Linked DNA regions of Macaca mulatta: region 2 is linked to region 1. Evidence: chromatin contacts called from public Hi-C data. All regions are on one chromosome and are shown on one strand. Each heading gives the region's core, a stretch centred on a gene start, on an enhancer-like site or on the middle of the called end of the contact. The rest is flanking DNA. Distances are from core to core; before and after follow the strand shown. Region 1 holds the start of SSBP2 (single stranded DNA binding protein 2). Region 2 holds the start of ATG10 (autophagy related 10).

Region 1 (3,737 bases), core at 384-2,883:
TTCTCATCTTTTTATACCTCCCTTTCCCCATGTTTTTTTCCTTTTCCTTAACACCAGTGTAGAAACTACGTCCTCTTCATTTTCCCGTCTTTATGTTTGGTTGCCAACCCCATTTTTGATTCTCGACCTCTCATTTTTGCTAACTGCCCTTCCTTAATCTTGTGTTGATGTTTTATTCCTATCACTTCTGTCAATGCTCACACCCATTTCTTTCCTTTCCATCTATCTCTATATCTCCATATGCATTTTATGATCCTACTACTAAATGCTTAAAGCTGTATGTGTGTGGAATAGAACTGTACTTTCCTCCACGCGAATCCTATTTCCCTCTCCTCCCATAGCTACTTCTTGTCTTTTCATCCTTTCCAGATGTCGCCCTGTCCCACCCCCATCTGTCCCCTTCTTCCCCGTGTGAAGCCCATCTTCTTTCTAACCCCATTTGCACCCGTCTGATTTTACAAACATTTCAACAACATAAAGGATGCAGAGTTCTACTGGGAACCAGGTTGTGTGTGTTTCTGAAACTTTTGCGCGTTTACTGAAATGGGATTAGGGATTTGGATACAGAAACATTCTCGGGCAGCCTTTCAGCCCTGGCACAGCTTTGTACACCTTGGGGCGCCCTGGGGCCTATTCTAACGGGCAAGGACAGGGAAGTCTTTCAAGACCTTTTCTGGCCTTTTCCACTCCAGGGGTCAGGATGAATAGCCATCACCGACCCAAACTGTTAAACCAGGCCGGGTGGGGAAGCCTGGGGCCCTCTTCTGCGGCAGATCTGGCGGGGTGTCTAGGGCGCCGCGGGGCTCCGTGCAAGGAGGGGTTAGGGCAGGGGCCGCTGCGGCCGCAGGAGTCACCGGGCCTCCTCGGGAGGTCCGCTCACCTCTTACAGAGGAGGCCGACCCCAGGCCGGGTGCTCCCCTGAGGCGTAGGGTGCGGCCCCGGGCGCCGCCACCGCAGCGGCGCCGAGGGCCGGAGGTGCAGTCCTTCCCCAGGAGAGAAGGCGAGTCGCTACCGGCCGCTCAGTCAGAAGGTCGAGGGAATAGCGCGGGTGTCTCTCGCCAGCCGGCCCTCTGGGAACAAGGCGGGGGCGACAACCCAGGGGGTAGGGCTGAGGACGGCAGAAATCAATCGTGGGTACCGGCGCGGGGTCACGCATAGGAGAGAAGCGGGAGAGGGGCTGATCGGGGCCCCAGGGCGGCTGGGGCCGTGGCTCTGTCTGTAGACTCGGCGGGCGCCCCGAAGTCTGGGGCCGCCACGGCTCCAGCTCCGCCGGCTCCGGCCGGAGACTCCAGGCCGCAGTTTCTCCTCCTCCCGGCGCCTTCTCTCCAGTGAGGAGCCGAGCGCGGGCGGCACGGGGGGAGGGGTGGCGGCAGAGAGAACAGCCAGTTGTTTAAAATCCTTCTAGAGCAGTTTCTAATTCCCCCCTTGCGCCCGGGTTCGGAGGGGGGAGGGGGAAGGAGAGCGGGTGGAGGGAGGAGAGCAGAGAGGGAAGGAGGGAGGGAGGGAGCCGGGGAGGGAGGGAAGGAGGGAGGAGACTGCCGCTGAGGCTGTAGCCGCCACCGCGCGCTTCGGAAGGCCGGAGGGAGGGGGAGGCCTGTCAGTCTCGCGCGTTGCCTGGGCGAAGGGGGCGGAGCTTTGGCGTGGGGCGGCCAATAGTGGGGGTGGCTGCGTGGGTCGCCATGGGGACGGGGCTGTTCCCGGGGAGGCTGTGATGGGTTGACAGGTGCGTGACAGTGGGAGCTGCTCTCGGCACAAGCATGTACGGCAAAGGCAAGAGTAACAGCAGCGCCGTCCCGTCCGACAGCCAGGCCCGGGAGAAGTAAGTGTCTCCGCTTCTCACCCACCTCCGCCTTCACACGCGCGCACACTCACGCACGCACTCGCACACTCTGGGAGACACAGACACTCTCCGCCCGGGGAGCGCCGGGGGTGGGCTGGCAGGGGGAGGGGTGCCGCGATGGGGGCGTGTGGTGCGGGGAGCGGCGCTTTCCCTGGAGGTGCGGGCGCGGGGCGGGCGGCCGCAGGGGGCTGTCGGCGGGAGGGAGCGGGTGTGTTGAGGGGCGGCGGTGGTGCTGGTGGCGAGGATGGAAACTTGTTTGGGTGATTGAGGGAAATAACCCGCGGGTTCACCTTCCAAAGTAACTTTAGAGCTGGGGTCCGGGGCTCCGGGGACCCGGGGAGCCGCCGGGGGTGGCGGGAGGGGCAGCTGCGTGTAGGAAGGCGTGCGGTGGGAATGTGGGTGTTTGGCGGGCCGGCCAGGGTCGGGGCCGGGGTCGGGGAGGGCCGCGCGGGGAGCGCGGCGGCGGGGGCCTGGGCGCTGGGGCTCAGGGCCGCGAGCGCGGGGCGAGGCGAGGGCGGCGGTGCCGGGCGCGCGGCGGGCGGAAGCCGGGCGTGGAGCGGCCGAGCGGGGCCCCGCGGGGCGCGGAGACGCGCGCGGGGCGCGGAGGGCGTGGGCTGGGTGGGCGTCCGGGCTTTCCTGGGCAGCTACTGACTCGGCGCCCGCAGTCCCTCGGGCCGCGCGGGGCGGGGGCGGGGGCGGGGGCGGGTGGGCGCCGGAGACGCCGCAGAAGTTTGGGAGTCGGAGAGGGACGAATTCCCGGGGAGCTAAAGTGTGCTGACGAGGAGCAGGATCCGCTGGAGGAGGCTGGCGTTTCTGCCTCTCGCAGCGGACCCAACTCCGCGGCGGCGGCTGGCGAACTTTTTGTGAGGCTGGCAGCCCCCGAGCGGTGGGAGGGGCGGGCCCGGCGGGGCGGTGGTCGGGGGCGCGCGGAGGGGAGTTGTGGGAGCCGCCGGGGGCGCCCGAGGAGGGCAGCTGCGGCGGGGAGGGGCAGTGGTCCGAAAAGGGGTTTGTGGGAGGGGAGAAGCGTTCAGGTGGGAAGGAGCCGCTTGGTTACAGTTGTGGGGAGATACAGGTGTTAACTTCGGTGGGAGCCCAAGAGGCGGCTGGCGAGAACAGAGCCCCTCCCGGCCCGGGATACCACTGTCACGGCACACTGCAAAGCAGAGCGGTTTGCTGCTATTCTTGTGCACTTGTAACGGTGATTTGGTTGTTACTAAAAATGAGAACGAATAGTGACTGTGACCACTGAGGAAGAACCCCCCTCCTTTTTATTTTTTTTTAATTTTTTAAAACTGTGCAACAGATCGGTGATTCCCAGTAAGCACTTAAACTCTGAGGGTCAGGGTTATCCTTGTCATTGAACGCACCCGTCTTTCTGAGGGGGTTCAGACCAGAGAAAAAGTCTGAGAGCATCTCTGAAAGGTACTTTGGTTACCTTGCGCACAGAAATAGCTGCGTAAATAAAAACCGAATGCGCAGGCGACTGAGTTTCCCTCCTTGCTTTAGGCAGTCAGTCTCCCCCTGAAAGTTTCGTGTGCCCTGGGGATGGGAGCATTTCCTAATCTTTGTGTTGGCAGCAACACACTCAATTCCCATAGGATTTAGAGGTATCAGGCCTTGATGTAGCAAAGCAAAACAAAACAAAAAATTAGAGAGGCTGGTTTGTTTTTTTTCCAAGAGATTTTCTGAGCTGCATTCAGGATTTTGTTGCTGTGACAAGGAATGTATAAAAGACATAGAGTTATAGCCTGGTTAAGAAACGGCAGTTAACTAGAATTGAAGTTTTGAAATGCTGTCTCATTTGTGTGCATTAATCATTTTGTTATAATGTGCCTGATAAAAACATCTGAAGGAGGATGTTTTAATGATTACAGAATATTTGAATTTCACATTAGTC
Region 2 (3,737 bases), core at 397-2,896, 220 kb before region 1:
TTCAATTTAAAATATCAATAACAATTTTTAAACTCTGCAATCTGCAAGACTTTAATTTTAATTTCTCAATACTCTGGATTTATTTTTTGATCAAGGTTCTGTAACATTTCCTCTGGTCACTGTTTAACCCTTCGGAAGCAATGAGAAAGGATTCTACTTGGGGTCCTAAGATGTATTTGAGTACCACACAGGGCCGATGTCCTCCCATCCTGAGAAGCATAAACTTGTTTTTGCCACTAAAGAATAGTGACCATTGTCCAATAACAAAAGTTATAAATATGATTCAAAATGAACCTGTGACAAAGACTTATTAAACTCACAATGGAGCAAGCTGAATGGCTTAGTGCGCTCAAAAGCATTTCAGGAACTGAGCATAAACACTGAAGAAAGGTAAGTTTGATAGGTTAGATAGAAAAATGGTTAATATCGGCCGGGTGCGGTGGCTTATGCCTGTAATCCCAGCACTTTGGGAGGCCGAGGCAGGCGGATGGATCACAAGATCACGAGTTCAAGACCAGCCTGTCCAATATGGTGAAACCCCGTCTCTACTAAACATACAAAAATTAGCTGGGCATGGTGGCGGGCACCTGTAGTCCCAGCTACTTAGGAGGCTGAGGCAGGAGAATTGCTTGAACCCGGGAGGCAGAGGTTGCAGTGAGCCGAGATCATGCCACTGCACTCCAGCCTGGGTGACAGAGCGAAAATCTGTCTCCAAAAAAAAGAAAAAAGAAAAATGGTTAATATCCTACAACGCAATAGAACTACAACCTTTAGGAGTACTGTATTTTTTTTCTATCCCACTCAAATAATTTGCATCTCCATTACTCCAAAAGATGTGAACTACAAAGCCTAGGCCCTAATCAATATCATCATGCCAAACAAAATACACTCCCCTAGACATCTAAATCATCTTCAGGTGGGCCTATTAAACAGGCTCCATTTTGACTCTGAAAAAAACATGCTGTCATCCTTTTGCCTTATTTCCAATACTTTTGTAATTTTTACCACGAAAAGTTTCTATAAATCAGTCAACTATTCCTTTATCATTCTCCCACCCTCCCCGGCAATTCTTGATTTTATAGGTTTTTTGGGAGGTTTAAAAAAAAAAAAAGAAAAACCTGTTGGCTCTAAATACCAAGTTATTCCTCCTGATACTTGATGAATGTGAAACTTCAAATTAAGTTGGACTCAGCCACCGGAAACCCCAATAATTTAATACTGTTTCAACGTCACATGGCCAAAGATTTGCTATCAGTATGTGGATTTTAAACACAAGGTAGTGACTACCCACTTCGAGGGTGCTGCAGCAATTGGGTATTGGGCCAGGAGTGCTGGTGACACCGTGTGCGCGACGGGGACTGGGTCCCGGGGAGGGAGTGTCCTCGCCCTTCCCCGCTCCCCCCCGCGCGCGGCGGCCAACACAGGCCCGCAATTCACCGGCGGGGACCCGCTTCCCCGGCCTTTTGTTCAGGACTGGGCTGTGTCCCGCCTACCCGCGCGAGCCCTTCCTCCCTGTCCTAGGAGTAAGGCGAGGACCGTGTGGGAAGCAGAGCCGGGAGGCGGCGACCAGCAGGGGCTGTGGGAATACTCACCCCGCTCCGCTCGGCCCCTGACCCCGCAGCCCAGCCCGACGAGGGCGGGGCGACGGGGCCAGGGGGAGGAGAGCTGGAGAGTGGAACCCAGCGCCCTGCGAGGCCACCGCCGCGGCGGTGCCCCTAGGGGGCTGAATGATGGGACTACGGGGGCCTCGAGGACGGAGGAAGACCCAAGCCAGCGCGCCCCGAGGCCAACCAGAAGTGGTCGTGGCCTCCTTCAGTCAGAGCCGCCAGCGGCCGGGTCGGAGCGTGCGCATTGCGCCTTCCCGTGCGCCTTGTGGGCCGCCTAGCGCAGGCCGGTGACGTGATCGGCCGCGCGCTCCGGGCAGGGGCGGGGCTGGGACCCAGGCCGGGACTGGGAGTGGGTGGAGAGGAGGGAAGCGAGACTTCCCTGCCGCCCGCTTCCACTGCCGCCAAGGCACCGCCCCTCGCTTCGCGGGCAGCTCTCATCCCCCCCACCCCCACCTCCAACCCAGCGCAGGCGGTGCCCTCCGCGGAGCACAAAGGCGGCTCGTTGAGTGGGGAGCGGGTTACTAGCAGCCCCCTAAGAGGTTGGAGAGCCGTGCCAGCATTCACACACTACAAAAAGTCCTGTAAACACCACAATTAAGCACAAGCATGGCTACCCCTTGAAAACTTACGGATGGAGGGAGAAGTTAGGAATTCGAATATTGACAATAGTACCATCTGTGGCACATATACCAGAGGAGAAAAAAAAAACTAGCAGCAAAATTAAATTGGGGCGAAACGGTGGGGATAAAGACTAGAAAAATGTAAGAGTAACAGGGGTAATCGAACTGAAATAGCAGACATCTGAAAGAAAACTAGCATCTGCTCCTTCTAACAACAGAGTTAAATGTGTTGGAAATGAAAGGAGAAAATGCAGGCGAAGAAGTGAAAGGAAAACCTGCCTTCAAACTACATGATACGGTTTTGATCTTGTACTACAGTTGTATGAGATGTCATCATTGGAGGAAACTAGGTGATAGGTACACGGGACTCTAGGTGCTGTAGTATTTTTGCAGTTTCCTGTGTCTATAATTATTTCCAAATAACAAGTTTTCCTTTTAGACAGGATACTGATTAGTGGCGACCGGGGTGAAGGGCTGGAGGAAGGGGTTGACTAGAAAGGTGCTTGAGAGCTTCTATACCGTGATTGTGTTGGTGACTAAACCACTGTTTGACGAAACCCGTAAGAGGTATAAATTTTACTTTATGTAAAATAGTTTAAAACTCAAAATGGTGCGACTAATAAAAATGAACTTACACTAACTTTTTTTTAGCAACTATGGCTATAAATTAATTGGTAGTTGCCAATTTAGATTATCCAGTTAATTTTTTTAAAAGCACAAGGCAGTGTGTTCTCAATGAGAGCTTAAGTAGACCAGGTATCTCCATCAACTTTAAGTATTTACCTTAAAAACGTATTTCACAGATGAAAACAAGAATGTGGCTGGGCGCAGTGGCGCACGCCTGTAATCCCAGCACTTTGGGAGGCCGAGGTAGGAGAATCTCTTGAGCCCAGGAGTTTGAGACCAGCCTGGGCAACACAGTGAGCCCTCATCTCTACAAAAATGTTTCAAAATAAGAATATATTTTTTAAAAAAAGAATGCACTGCTTTACATCATACTCAATATTTTAGAAATTCGCAGCGCACCAACCACCATGTTAATTAAAAAAAATTTTTTTTGCACTGGAGGTGTTTTAAAATTTCATAATTCACATGCCAAAAACAAAGAAACTAAAAGAAATAACTCAGTTAACCAACCCCCATGTACCTCCTGTCATCATATCCCTCATGGCAAAGAATGATATTGGCCTGTTTGTGTGTTTACCGTACAACACTATAAAGTGCTTTAAGGCTACGGTCTGTCATCACAGCATTTCAAGGTTCGAGCAGGGCTCCTATAGCTCTCCTCTCTGATCACTGAAGTTCACTGAAAAATCTACTCACAAAGGGCAGAGTAATTGGAGGAAAGGCAAGCAAGTTTATTTAGCACATATACATGAGAACCTTCAGAATGAAGACCCAAAGATACAGGGAAAATTGTAATGTCCATTTGTACATCCAACAAAGTATGGACAGCCATGTACAAATATGATTGGACAAAAGGGTATGCTCTAATGCTAATAGCCTGAGT

What was found. Hi-C and Micro-C count contacts between places; a contact is called where the count stands out from the background.
Region 2: a Hi-C map of fetal cortical plate shows a contact between it and region 1, with 2.9 times the contacts expected there. The contact joins the promoter of ATG10 here to the promoter of SSBP2 in region 1. A contact is called at or near these places in 3 of 14 Hi-C or Micro-C datasets (fetal cortex germinal zone, fetal cortical plate and liver).

What each region holds. Positions count from the first base shown.
Region 1 is chr6:88,061,153-88,064,889 of T2T-MMU8v2.0, reverse strand. SSBP2 (single stranded DNA binding protein 2) reads left to right here and starts at 1,633. Exons shown (of 17, transcript NM_001260682.1): 1 at 1,633-1,819. The coding sequence starts at 1,758.
Region 2 is chr6:88,279,799-88,283,535 of T2T-MMU8v2.0, reverse strand. ATG10 (autophagy related 10) reads right to left here and starts at 1,646. Exons shown (of 8, transcript XM_078004955.1): 1 at 1,593-1,646.